2 separate regions of the Anas platyrhynchos genome follow, and region 1 is linked to region 2. Evidence: chromatin contacts called from public Hi-C data. All regions are on one chromosome and are shown on one strand. The core of a region is the stretch at or near the end of the contact, and the rest is flanking DNA. Distances in the headings are between cores, read along the strand shown.

Region 1 (7,273 bases), core at 3,194-5,693, 53 kb after region 2:
ACATCAGCATGACAGAGTCTCACAGGGAACAAGGCTCTCTTTGTCCATCCACAGGGCAATAAACCGTGCTGCTGTTCTCCATTGAACAGCGAGGAATGGGGATGGTATGTACCCGATAGAGGCACAGCACGTTGTGTTTGCCACCGCTTCTGATTCACGAGAGGAACGGACATGCCCTGGGAGCAAACCAAAACCGGCTGAAAAACACGATTTTTCTTGACTGGTGCATTTCAAAACTACAAGGAAGAGGCAGAGGATTGGCAGAGGTCTCTTCTGCAGGACCCTTGTTATTGTGTGAGAGGTGGAGGAATGTGAAGCAAAGGCCAGAGGAAGCCCCCTGCCAGCTCTTGCTGCTTGCTCTGGTGGGGGCTGTTGATGCTGAGGATAAATGACACCCTCGGTTCGATGTGAGGACTCACTGCCAAGACAAACAGCCAACAAACAGCCGGGATGCGCTTGTCCATACAAAGGAGTGGCTGCAGAAGAAGCCTGGATACCGTGTCCCATTGTCCCCATCAACACCCCATCCCCACCACAGTCACCTCTGGTAGCCTGAATCCCTGGGATGCTCGGGGCTGTGATATTTAGTGATGTGGTATCCCCATGGGATTTTGGCTGGCAGTGAGGTTGCCAGAGGGCTATTTTCACCCTGCTCCCACATAGTGCACACCTTTGGGGATGAGGTGGTGTTGAGGAGGGGCAGAGGAGGGGGGAGCTCTCAGTGTTGCTGCCACAGAAAAGGCACCTGGAACTGTTCCCCCTTACAAGGGAGCTTCCTCCACCCTGTTCAACCCACTCTGGAGTCTATTCATTCTGGAAAACGATCACCACCAATCTGTCAAATACCAAAGGAATAGCCATGTCTCAAGGCTACATCCACGTCTTTACATCAGCACAGGCAATTACATAACTTTTCTTGGTTACAAGATACAGATGAATTTTAAAATGCCTTCAAGATCCTAATTTTTCTAGGCTTAACCCTATGGGCTTACTAAGTAGTAGCATCTACGGACCAAAACTTACTGGCATAACATCTTCATTGTATGTTGAAGTATTTTTGGGGCCATAAAGGTTGCACAAGTGTAGCCTTTCATTCCTGTTTCTCCATCAGTTTGTTCCTCTACAAACTCTGCTAGTCCATGTGCCGGCACAGAGCCTCGTCGTGTGGACAGCAGCCAGGTCTGAGGTTAGAGTAATTAGTCCTGGCTGTGCTTGCAGGGTTTTCTTTAGTACAATTGCACCATCAGATTTCTATCTGTGTGAGTTCCTCTGCCAGAACAGGCTGGAAAAAAAAAAAAAAAAAAAAAAAAAAAAAAAAGTGTCCAGTTGGTAAAATTATTGTGGGTGAAATATTAGTAAATTTATGCTGGCAAGGTCATTGTAAATTATAGCATGTGCTCAATGCTGCACTCATAGAATACGTAAAAGAAAAGACACAAAACTGCTTCACCTCCCCTTCACCACCACAGAGCTTTCCATCTCACCTCAACATGGAATTTTTCTTACGAAATGCACAGGTGGGATGGCCCACTGGATGAGTTCACTGTGAGAGCCCACCTAGGCACCAAAAAGAAATAAAAAGAACAGCCTTATATGCTTCACCATTTTCATAGGGCACAGAAGGTAGATGCACTGTATAACCTAGGATTTTTCTCCAAACTCATTCTCTATTCTTTTTTTAAAGTTCGTGACATGCAGCACGAAGCAGCATGCCTTAACGTCCTGCAGAAGACGTGCTGTGGATGTGCATGAATACAGAACAGGCCAGGTTCCCTACACGTTTGTTTTCAAAGTCTGGTCACACAGAAGCAGCACTCATATTGGACTGATGATCAACGTCAGGAACTCCCATTGAGACTCAGCACTAGCATGAAAGGGGTGAAACCACTCTGCACTCTTGGGATATTGCAAATTTTGCTGCCACTACTTGGGAGAGGAAATGTGAGAGCCCTCAGTGAAGCCAATGCTACTACATGAGGTGGTTTGCCCCAGAAATTCTCTTTTGAGAGTAGAGTTTCTGTTTCGTAAAGGTCTCTACTGCCACTATTTAACATAATAACAAGAAAAGATTCTTCTAATGACCCAAAATTCAATACAGCTTATCTTTTTTTTTCTGTATTACATAGAGAAAATTTAGCATTTCTGTGGAACCCATTTTCCCAGGGGATCAATGTTCTGGCAGCACAGAGACAAGTTACGGGGACTGTTCTGCTGACTCCTATTGCTGACTGTGAGTTAATATAATCGATGGGGGAATTCACCACAAAGCAAGGCTGGACCCTTGATATGTGCCTTTGAGAACATTGCTGCCTTCTTAGTGCCTCACCCTGAAAATGAATACCCTCCTCTTTATTGGGCTCCTATATTTAATTAATGGCTGTAAAGTATCTGGAGATGGTAGAAGTAGGGACGTTGTGCAAGTCTGATGATTCATATCATCATTCCCAGGCTACAGACTCTCTTTGATATTAGGAACAACAGCAAGAAAGATGCTGACGGTGGTGGCATTGGTTTTGGCTCCAGCTGCTGGAATGTATACTCATCTCCTATCTTACAATCCCAATTACACCTGCAGATTTACTCCAGATTCACGCTAGCATAACTGGAAGAGGTAGTTGGGCCACAAAAAGCCTTAGTACATTTAGAATAAAGCAATGATTAGGAAAACAAAAAGGACCAGAACAGGATGTATGGAAAAAGGTGAAGAAGGTGAGACTGAGCAGCCAAGTGTGAAGGAGCTGGAACCCAAGCTGTTCTAAAATACAGAGCAATTGGGGATCTGGATCAACGTTCAGAGTTTCTGAGCCTTCAGCAGCTGCTGTCTGTATTACAGAGAAAGGCCAGGAATCCTAATGAGAAGAAAGAAGCAGGGTTGGGCTCCAGTCCCTACACAGATGAGGAGGAGCAGGAAAAAATATGAGACTTGGAGTGCTGCACAGGTCCCGCATCACCACAAAGGCAGCAGTAGCATTAAAGGGAGGAGGACAAAAACATCCTAGAAAAGCTTTTCCATGAAAAATCATGAAATTATATGTCAAGCAACCTATAAAACATCTCAGGAGGAAGCTAAATAACAGGATTTTTCTTGTCATCCTCCCTTCCTCCTTGTGTCCGCTCTTACTCCAGAGTGACCTTACTGAAACAGCACAAGAGCAGCTGGACTCCTCCTAACTCAGCCTAAGGATAACTCACCTCCCCTCTACACTGTTCCCATTTCTTTGTTCGACCTGTGCCGTGCTTGTCTCATACACTCTAATCCCTGCCCTGTCCCAAAGCGGGAGTGAGTAGAGGAAGGATAAATGCCAACCTGCTCCTCGATGAGCAGAACATGCCCGGTGGGAGGGTGAACACGGCGCCTTTGCCTGCTCACTGGACTTGGCGAGCAGAGGAAAAGCTGTCACTTGTGTGTCACTGCCCTGATTTCCAAAGGGGAAGAAGTTGTAAAGGAGAATCTGATCCTCGCCATCACCAGCCCTGCAATATAACTGAACTTTAGCAGAATATTTGCTGGGTTATGTAATAGAGATGGATTACAACAGCCTGCCACATGGTCGAAAACTGCAGTTTTAACCCCCGGACAGACTGCACTGTGATAGGTAAAGATAAGCAAGTGATGGGGATATGAGAATAGTCCAGCTCACTCAAACCTCTAAAACACATCTTGGAGGTCCATCTGATGGGACTGCTCCAAATATCCAAGGCCACTTTTCTTTCTGACCTACCTGCTTGTGCACGACCTTTCTGTCTTTCTCCTCACCTCTCCTTCCCAGCCGTCCCAGGGGGGTTCCTCCCGTTCCCCATATGCCTCTTTCTCAGGCTTCCCACCCTTCCTGGCTGCTGAGGACCCCTTGGAGGCATTCCCTCATCTGCAGTGTCATCCTCCCTTTGTGCCCTTGCCACCCCTCCTTCAATTGCAGGTGTGGTTAAGAAGTTTCCTCAATTCAGAGAACAAAAATGTGGTAGTGTGGGCTGCAGGGCACTGCAAGACCGAGGCACCAGCCCTACTCTGGTCGTTAACCCCAAACCACCACATCTTCCCTACTGCTGCTTTCAGGTTCATCGCTGTGGGGATGAACCCGTCACCCTCAGTGGGGACAGGCAGAGTGGCACCTTCCCTGTCCAGCACAGCCGTACAGAAGCCTCCCTACATCTGGCCGGCTGTTGTTTAGGCACTGCTTAAAAACAGGAGAAGCTGAGCATTGGAGCTAATTAAGCGAGGCAGGGAGACACAAGGAATGTTTTGAACAGAAGAGAAAACAAACAAAGCCCTGGCGAGGGCTCAAAGGCAAGGCGGGCTGGCTGCTGTTTGCCGCCCGGCATGCGGAGAAGCTCACGAAGGCTTGCAGGAACGCGGGCAAAGGGAGTTGGCTTTGGGAAGCCCTGGCCACGAGCGGCTCACATGATGCGAGGCGGGGTTTGGGGCCAAATCCGCCCCACCCCGGGGACCGGGGCCCATGAATGACCCGAAGCACCTCATTCATCACGGCGGGGACGGCTGTCAGCGGGGAGACGGGGACGGAGAGCTGCCCGTGGCACCCAGGTAGGCGCTGGCTTTTCTCCTCACCATCACACAGGGCTCCAGTGACCTCCTTGCTCCTCCGAGCACACGCTGCATCCAGCGCTTCCACCTGTGCCTTACATCTCTTCGCTTTCGTTTCCCCCAGCTGCCGGGGCTGGATGCGTGCTAGGATGATAAGCTGGGTTTATTTTCCTTCTCCTGCCACTGCTGTTATGACAAACGGCAGAAAGTCGGATCCCCCCCCATCCTGACAGAGCAACCTACGTGCTGCTGTGGCATGTATGTTTGCTTTCTTCACAAGCGCCTGCAAAATAGAGAGTGGCAAGGAGCTTCTTGAAATGGTTATGAATCTTAACTGGCACCCACCCAGGCCCCCAGATGGGAGAAGAGGAGCTTTTTCTAAGCCCTTCCCACATTCTTGTGCAAATAGAAGGGATGAATGATCACCAGCCCCAATGCCAGACAGTTTTCTGGGCCAAATTCACACACGAGTAGAAGGAAGCCAAGGGGAACTGAAACTGGTGTAGCTCTCCCTTCCTTCCGCTCATCACGATGACCATATTTCATATGCTCAGATCCTTCTGGGATTGCTTAGACTGACTGTGTAATTATTTTCATCCTTGGATTAAGCAGGCCAAATATGTAAGCTGGATCGCAGCTCGCTGAGATCTTATTTTACACCATATTTTGTCCCTCTGGCATATACATTACACAGCAGCAGATTGGATTTAAGTAGTTTTTTTCAGAATAAAAGTCTGTCCTTGCTTGAGGGTGTCAATTCACCAGTAGTTTGTGCTGCTCGTCATGTATGGGTACTTCAAAGGACCATGGAAAAGCCCTAATCCAGGCATCTGCCCACGCTGGCTCTCAGCACACAGCCTGACACCCTCCAGCCTTGGAGCACACACAGCTCGCACAGCCTGCAGGTTACAGGAAAGGCGTGACTTGGTGTATAAACTTGTAAGTGCAAATAAGACTTGTAAGTGCAACCTCATTCCTGATAGCTGCACTCCGTCCTTCACTGCTTGTGATCACTGATGAGCAGAGCTTTATACTTCACGTGTGAGCCTAAACCTGGGGGACATCTCTATTCTCGAGTTAAATTGAAACAATGCTGATTTAAACTAAAGATAAAAGGATACAAAGGCTGTGGGATCCCCAGAAAGGAGAAAAGGGTTCAAAACCAGCTTCCATCTGCCTTGTCAGATGTGTAGGTACAGGAGAAGAGGTGGACTTTCAGTGGATCATGCTATGGACAGTCCTGCAGCCTGGAGTCACACACTATTTACGCATTATGAAATGCATGACATGTTCCATCTGCCACAGGGTCAGGGTCAACAGGTGCAGTCAAAATTAACTATATTTTTGATGTGCACCACCTTGCTTTCTACTGGCAGAGTGCCACCTAAAAGCTGAAAGCTCCCATGGCTGAAAATTATTTGCTGAGCAGCTTTGATGAGCAGCCAGAGATTTCCACGCTTTCCAGGGAAATAACACTAGTTTTGATAGCTCCAGCTGTGGCTCCTCTCTACTTTGGTCTGTCTTAATTTGTGCTATGAGCACTCATGGTCAAAACTGCAATTGCGTTGTTTGACCATGTGAGATTTTACAGACCAATTTCTATACTTACTATTAATACATGTTCAAAATCTTCATCCAGGCTCTTCCCCAGGAAGTTGTGCACTAGACAATTTGTGAAAATGTCAGTGTGGCAGGCAGAAAATGCATGAGGGGCAAATCTTAGCCATACACCTAGGAGGATTAATTCCCAAGAGACCCAGCTCTCCTCGACTTCTTCCCTACTTGCTCCACACAATAAATTCCAGCTTCTTCTGCACTCCAAGGGCTCAGGAGGTTTCCACCTTGCTCCTCATTCAATCCAGGTGAAGATGTTCTCTTCTCAGCCAATCCTTATCTAGGTCCCACCTGTATCTTCACCTCATCTCTCCAGCAGCTATTGCAGTGATGTCTGCCATGGCTTTTGTCCACTGTCTCCTCTCTCCAGCTCTGCAATCTGCAGGATTGTTCCCAAGCAGGGGCTGACTTGCTGCCAACCCATTCTGCCCCAGGAGATGGGTGTTTGCAGGGACATGTTCTGGCCAGAATCAGAGAATTTTTAAATGGGAAAAAAAAAAAAAGAGAGAAAAAAGAAACAGGACCATTGCACTAAGGAAGATAGGTAAGGGAATCTTACAGTGGCTGGGAAGGAAAGGCTGCATCAGACTGCTGTGTATCACGGTGCTGTTATCAGGATGCACGCACTCCAGCAGTGTTACCATCACTACTCTTCCTGCTCTGCCTGTTGCCTGGTCAGTTTGGTTTTTATAAAATGTCTGTTTCTTACAATTCATGGATTGTTTGGCTGTTAAGGCTCTAGGTAACTTCTGGCAGGGTGACTTTTCCCTTTTTGCATATCACTGGGTGATGACAGTGGGCCTATGCTGCAGATTCCCAAACCTGTTCTGCTTTGTAGACACCCCAAGGGCTGTTCTGCAGTGCTGCTCTGCTGTAACTTGTTCTGTCGCTAGAAGTCAAAAGCTCCCCTGGATTAAAAAAAATGTAAACTAAAAAAAAAGAGAGATTAACGCTGTACCTGAATCTAATCTCTTTTCCAAGCTGCCTTGTAAGATCTCCTGAAGGCTTCTCTTCCACGCAGTTGCCCAAGACAATTTCAACCATGCTGTTGCTCCTCCATCTCACAGCCCTTGGCCCCCCTCCCTCCAAGTTTACAGAAAAGTTGGGTGGGTACAACAA
Region 2 (6,445 bases), core at 1,646-4,145:
CATTGCTCCAGGGCTGCTATTCCTGGATCCCACAGAAGACCCCTCCGAGGTCGCACTGTGAGATAGCTTTTTGGCCTCCTCCCCACCACGACTGGCAGCGGCACCCTCTGTGTGCCTGCTCCTGTTTCCAACGCAGTAAGGGTGCTGCTCTTCCGTACTTGTTTCTTGGTGAGGGGGGACACAAGGCTTCTGATGGAATTAGTTTTGAGCCCAGCTCTGCAGGGAAGTGATAAATATCACCAGGCAGCTCGGGAGGGCTGGCACACCATTAAAAGCAGTCCCCTGTGAGCTGCAGGGGAAATCATTCACCCAGCAGCTATGTGAAACCATCAGCAGCCATCATGAACTGCCTGCCCCATCCTGACCTGGCATGGATGGCTTTGCTTCCCACCCATGCGATAAATATTGTCATACAATCATAGCATCATTTAGCTTGGGAAAGACCCTTAAGATCATCCAGTCCAACCGTCACCTAACACTGCAAAGTCCACCACTAAATAATGTCCCTAAGCACCACATCCACACCTCTCTCAAATACCTTCAGGGAAGACAACTCTACCACTTCCCTAGCCATCCCATTCCAATGGCTTAACCACTTTTTCTGTGAAGAAATTCTCCTGATCCAACCTAACCCTTCCCTGGTACAGCTTGAGGTCATTTCCTCGCATCCTATCACTTGTCACCCAAGAAAAAATGCTGATGCCCTCCTCTCTGTAAAATCCCTTTAGGTAGCTGTAGAACCCATACAACATCCAGTTCTCGTAAGTACAGCTTGAGGGCTGTCTGGTTAGGTGGCGTGGCCCCACAAAGGTGTTCTTATTTTTCTCTTATTGCTGTTTTCTCCTACTTAAAGCTCCACTCCTTGCCCTGAGTGCAGTCAAATCAGAAAAACTGGGAGCATAGCTTTTTATGGTTTCCCTTCTGAATGCAGCTGAAAGTGGGCCCTACACTCTCTGGACTTGCTCCTAGAAAAATACTACACATCCCACAGCTTCAAAGAGGAGGTTGTTAAATGTATGGCAGCAGCACGTGGTACCATAACAAAGCTGTATTCAGTGCTAATCGGTGTCACCAACTTACACCTGCTCCTTGCTCTTTGATAATTTCCTATTAAGCTACAGTTCTGTGTCTCTTTTCTGCTGATCATTCCAAATCATCATAGACTGCACTGAGCACCTCCATAAATCCAACAGTCTCTGCCACCCGCAATTTTTTTTTAGATATCTAGACATTAATTTATAGAAAACACGCCTTGTAGTTTTTGCCAGTGCCCTGCACGCACTGTAAATTGAGTTGTGATCGCTGCGGTTTGCAGCTCGCTAATCCTCTGTTTTAATGCCCGATTAGGCCCCAAATCCATTATTGTTAGTGAGATGTGCGTGTGTGGAGGGCAGGAGGATTTCATCCTCTCTGAGCGCTAAGCTGCTAAAGGTACACCTGACTGGTGCCGTACCAGTGTATTAATTAGCCTGCTTGGAAATTTCATCGCTTCAGTGAGGTTGCTGAAAGGTCAGGCACTCCATTAGGATTGCTGCGCTTCAACTTTAAGTCTGAGCACTTGATACTTAAAAAAAAAAAAAAAAAATCCAGAAAAAAATAAAACCACAAATCACAAAGCACAAAGATTTTTTTTTAAAAAAACTTGAGTCCCTCCCTTCAAGCAACATTTGGAAGAACACCAAATTACAATAATTAGCATCTCTGAAGAAGATGCAAGAGATTACAAGAACCTTGCCTCTTCTTTCCCCAGGTGAGCTTCGTAAGGGCTCCAAAGGCAGGTGGAGCAATGGTCAGCAGTTCACTTTGCAGAGGGAGAATCAGCACCATCCACCTGCCCTGTGACACAAAGAATGAAAGGAGGTTGAAGGTATCCATCCCTGAAAGAAGGCACTGAGGCTGGTAGATGTCTCCTTGTCACAAATTCTGTGAAGTAGAATTAATTACTCATCAGTACAGATGTCATTTTATTCCTTGGAGGGCATCACTGCAGTATGAATGAAAAATACATGCCATCATTGCTAGAAAATAAAAACATGGAATGAAATGGCAGAAAGGCCAAATTTGTGTGAATTTTGCATACGTGCATAAGGCAGTCATCTACCTTTCCTGCTGGGTGGTGCCACCACCAGGTAGAGCACCATGACTGTGGTATAGACAGCAGGCAAGGGTTTAGCTACCAGGCAAAATAGCTGACAAGTTTTTAAGCTGAGGTAAACTCCCAGCTGAGCTTTCAAGCTCTCGTGATGCCTGCTTTTACATCTGGCAGGTGAGAACGTGCTCTCTGGGACCTCTCTCTGAGCTTTAAGGTCGGACACGTGCGTCTCATAGCTGGGGGAGCCACAAATGTGCACAAGGAGTTCTGGCAGCCCAGGGGACAGATGGCAGCTCGTGGAGCTGCAATAAAATAACCCTGGATTGCATTTGGCTGCGAGTGAGCCCAGCGAGGCAGGGCAGGCTGTCAGCGCAGGGCTGCAGGAACATGCCCTTCCCTCCTGCCTTCCCTGAGAGTGCTCCCAGCTTATCTTCCTTCTCGTCACTGCTAAAAATACCGTGTGTACCACACTCAGTCAGATACAGAGCGATTTTTAGAATTCATATGGCATGGGGACTGCTTTAAAGCCTGATTCAACCACCCCCATGAGCCTTGTTGCCAGCTACCCTTTGCAGCGTGCAGTTAATAAGGCAGTCTTTAACTTCATTCTTGATTGCAAAGTGCTAAACTAACTACAGCTCAGTGTATCGGCTTCTGTAAGAAGAAGAACTCAAACCTACAAGGTTAAAGCTGGCTGTGAGGAGCTGGACGGGGAAAGGAGGCTGCTCAGCACCGTAACTGCAAGGTTGGACAATTCACGGAACAGATCAAAAGAGGGCAGGCGAGAGCACACAACCCCTTCCTCCTGTGCTAGCAATGCTATCGCGGCTAAAGCTGCAAGAGGGCAGCATGTGTTGTGTTTAATGGTTTATTGGCTCCACTGCTGAGGTCACATTTCTGAGAGCAAAACAAATCAGCCGTAAATTCAGGGAACCTCTGCTGCCACAGCTGGGTCCGGCCTGGGACTTCAGAGCCTGGACCTAGATACAAACTCTCCCCAAATGCCCAAGTACTTGCATTTTAAGATTTAGATTGTGTTCATTTCCATTTATGGGAGAGAAAGAGAGAAAGAGAGAGAGACAGAGAGAGAGAGAGACAGGAAGGAAGGAAGGAAGGAAGGAAGGAAGGAAGGAAGGAAGGAAGGAAGGAAGGAAGGAAGGAAGGAAGGAAGAGAAAGAAAGAGAGAAAGAGAGAAAGAAAAAAGAAAGATAGAAAGAAAGAGAGAAAGAAAGAGAGAAAGAAAGAGAGAAAGAAAGAAAGAGAGAAAGAAAGAAAGAGAGAAAGAAAGAAAGAGAGAAAGAAAGAGAGAAAGAAAGAAAGAAAGAAAGAAAGAAAGAAAGAAAGAAAGAAAGAAAGAAAGAAAGAAAGAAAGAAAGAAAGAAAGAAAGAAAGAAAGAAAGAAAGAAAGAAAGAAAGAAAGAAAGAAAGAAAGAAAGAAAAAGGAAGAAAGAAAGAAAGAAAAAGGAAGAAAGAAAGAAAGAAAAAGGAAGAAAGGAAGAAAGAACGCATCTATTAGCAGCTGGCCTAGGCTTCTTATGCTATTGTAAATGAGGTTAGCAGTGCTCTATGGAGTATTATCATAAGGTTGCAATTAGCAATGAGAACCATGCCACACACATTTTACATTAAAGAAAACGGTTGTAGTAAAAGGCCAATGATGTTGCAATTCAAGCAACATCAAAGTGTGCGCATCATGTAAATGACTTATACAGCAAAATGTAAGCTTTAGAGGCATAGACACACCAAAAATGTATTTAAAAAAAATATCTTGTTGAAAAGTCTGGTCACATTTTATGTTAATTTTCCATATTTTTAATATTTTATAAAAGGGCACTAATTTATTATTAGCCTGAATACAGACATGATTTACTTGGATATGAACATGTCAAGGAAATACATTTTGCTAACTAAAACCGTCTTTTAAAACAAATTTACTGAGCTATTACATTTTATAAAATACTTAACCATGTACTAGCCATCTAAATGTTCACCAGTTGCTTTCTACTTATAAGCTATTAATGCTTTATATGCTGTTTATGAGCAGAAACCTGCAGAATGAGGTGTTTTGAAAGCTTCTGGGAGCCTTACAATTTTTAACTTACAGCTAACACCTGGATGTTGTTCTCCCTATGGTCAGCGAGACTGGGCCATTAGCTGTAACTGGAAAAAAGACTGGGTCCTCTATTTTGAAATAATGACACCAAGGTTTCTATATTTAAATCATTTAATATGGAAAGGCTGCTAGGCAAAAATACTCCAAATAAAGAGAGGGCTGAATTGAGTTTGGTGGGGTAACTTTAGTATTTCATAACTTTGCCTTGTTTAATTTTTAATGCATTAATTTTGCATTTGAACACAGCATCTTTCAGCATAGATATATTGGACTATATTTAGTGCCAGTTAATGCAGCCTATGCTAAGTAAGTAAGGGCCATGGATGCATCTGACAGCATCTTTATGAGGGATCTTAACAGCACAAAGCGCCTTCTTGCAGAACATCCCAAACGGAGACTTAGAAGACAATGACATCAGGGGGTAAAAATGCACACGGTCAGCACATCTGGATCAGCACATCGTGACAGCATTTGCTGCAAGGGACCTTTTCAAGCCATGGTCAGACTCAAGCTGCCATTTTCCAGGCAGAAGCCTTGGGCAGGACAGCAGTATAATTTTCCTGGGTCTAAGCCTGCTGGTGTAATGGGGTGCATGTTGTATCCTACTTCCCCAGTGGGGCAAATTATGCCCAGAAGTTCTCATTTCAGGACTGCTGAGTATTTGAAAGGCTGTTAGTGTAGTGTAAAAAGCAGCAAAGCAGAACCTGTAACATGGGAAAAAACATCTGAGGTTTGTTCTACAGGTTGAAAATGATCCTCAGACAGTGCTGGAAAGGGAAACGTCAGCTTAGCCAAAATGCAAGTGCAGAGGGAGCCTCTGCTCTAGCCACTGCTACTCTAGCAGCTCTTGGTTTGCACTGTGGCATTGCTGTGAATGCCTTGTCCCACAGCCATGAAAGCTGGTGGCAAGGCTGACTGCTGCTCCATGGCAATGTTCTTGCAGCAGGGGTGAGGGACAGGCCCTCCTGACACCACACTTTGCACCCAAACAGCTGGTGAGGTTCCAGCTGTGCGCCCTGTAAGTCTCCAGATGTTTGCTGGTGAAGACAACATTTGAGCTACCTACTGCAGACAGTGGTCATGTGTGATCAGAAGTGAAAGTGGAGGTCTGTGTTCAGCTGGTAGGGGGGATGCGAGGCTAACCATGCCACATGCCAAAATTTGCCACACGTTCTGTGCCACAAAGCCATTCCTCCATCCTGATAGACTGACCAAGGTTTGGGTTGGTACCTGGGCATCCTGCTTTGTTCAATTTCAGTGTGCCTCTCTGATTTAGCCCCCATGCCAGGGATTTGGCTAACTGAGCAGCATGTGAGACGTGGGCCTGGAGAAGTGCTGGGCTTCCTCTGCTTGGAAGCATCATGTGGCTGCTGGCTGATCACCCCATGTGCAGGGAGCTGCAATCTGCTACCAGGTTTCCTCTAGCTGTGTGTGAGGATGCCACTTGTTTTGAATATGCCCTGTGTCCCTTGCCTTGGTACGCTATGGGTGCCACTGCTCGTGTTCTTCCCTTTCTCACCCATGAGCATGAGGAAAAAATACGATTACCCATCACTTGGTTCAGCCAAAGGACTACATGGATGATTTACACCTCATTCACCAGACAGCCACACCAGCAGTCTGCAATTCAGAGCACTCTTTATGTAAGAGAGCTGTCTGTCTGTTCTATCTCGGTTTTGCTGTTATTTTTACCCTTTTCTTTTGCTACATCTCCAAAAAATCTGTGGGGCCTTAGCTAATTTGGCTTCATTTACATTCAACCAGCCAGACCAAATTACTGATTTCAGATGTCTGATCTATAGCATAGGATAGAGTCTTGAAGCAATTAAATCTAGAAGAACTGGCGTGTGTGCAGTAGTGCGGATTGACTCCAGCACCATACCCCTTTCCATCTTCATGCTTTAACCAAGAAATTAAAATACTTTTTTTTTTTTTTTTTAATGATATGGAATCTTAATTTTACAACAGTAAAAAAGAAAAAAAAAAAAAAAGTCTAGAGACCATTTGCTGACTTTTGATTATGATTTTTTTATTTGATTCCCAAAGTCCTTGACATTCTAAGTAACAAGCCTCAGCAAGAAATATGAGGACCGTGTGTATTGCAAAACACCAAATTTTTTAGAGCTCTTCCATGAACAAGGGGACCTTCATGGCTTAAGGAGCTACCTCCCATCAGCTGATCCCTGGTTACTCATCCCATATGCATTTGCTGCTGTGTTAACAGGTGTGTTTTGTTCCTT

What was found. Hi-C and Micro-C count contacts between places; a contact is called where the count stands out from the background.
Region 1: a Hi-C map of subcutaneous adipose tissue shows a contact between it and region 2, with 2.1 times the contacts expected there. The contact joins the promoter of AHNAK2 here to the enhancer-like site in region 2. A contact is called at or near these places in 2 of 8 Hi-C or Micro-C datasets (F1 follicle and subcutaneous adipose tissue).

What each region holds. Positions count from the first base shown.
Region 1 is chr5:8,979,508-8,986,780 of IASCAAS_PekinDuck_T2T, forward strand. AHNAK2 (AHNAK nucleoprotein 2) reads left to right here and starts at 4,444. Exons shown (of 7, transcript XM_072038223.1): 1 at 4,444-4,540. The coding sequence starts at 4,459. It overlaps LOC106018960 (a long non-coding RNA gene), which reads right to left and starts at 1,608. Exons shown (of 2, transcript XR_001193397.5): 1 at 1,485-1,608; 2 at 865-1,282.
Region 2 is chr5:8,928,381-8,934,825 of IASCAAS_PekinDuck_T2T, forward strand. No RefSeq gene overlaps it. Among named protein-coding and RNA genes, the nearest start is that of CLBA1, 6.5 kb to the left of the region's middle. Within about 2 kb of position 2,896, at least 2 of the 8 cell types and tissues checked have an H3K27ac peak or open chromatin away from gene starts, as enhancers often do. A contact at or near this core is called in subcutaneous adipose tissue, where this site is marked.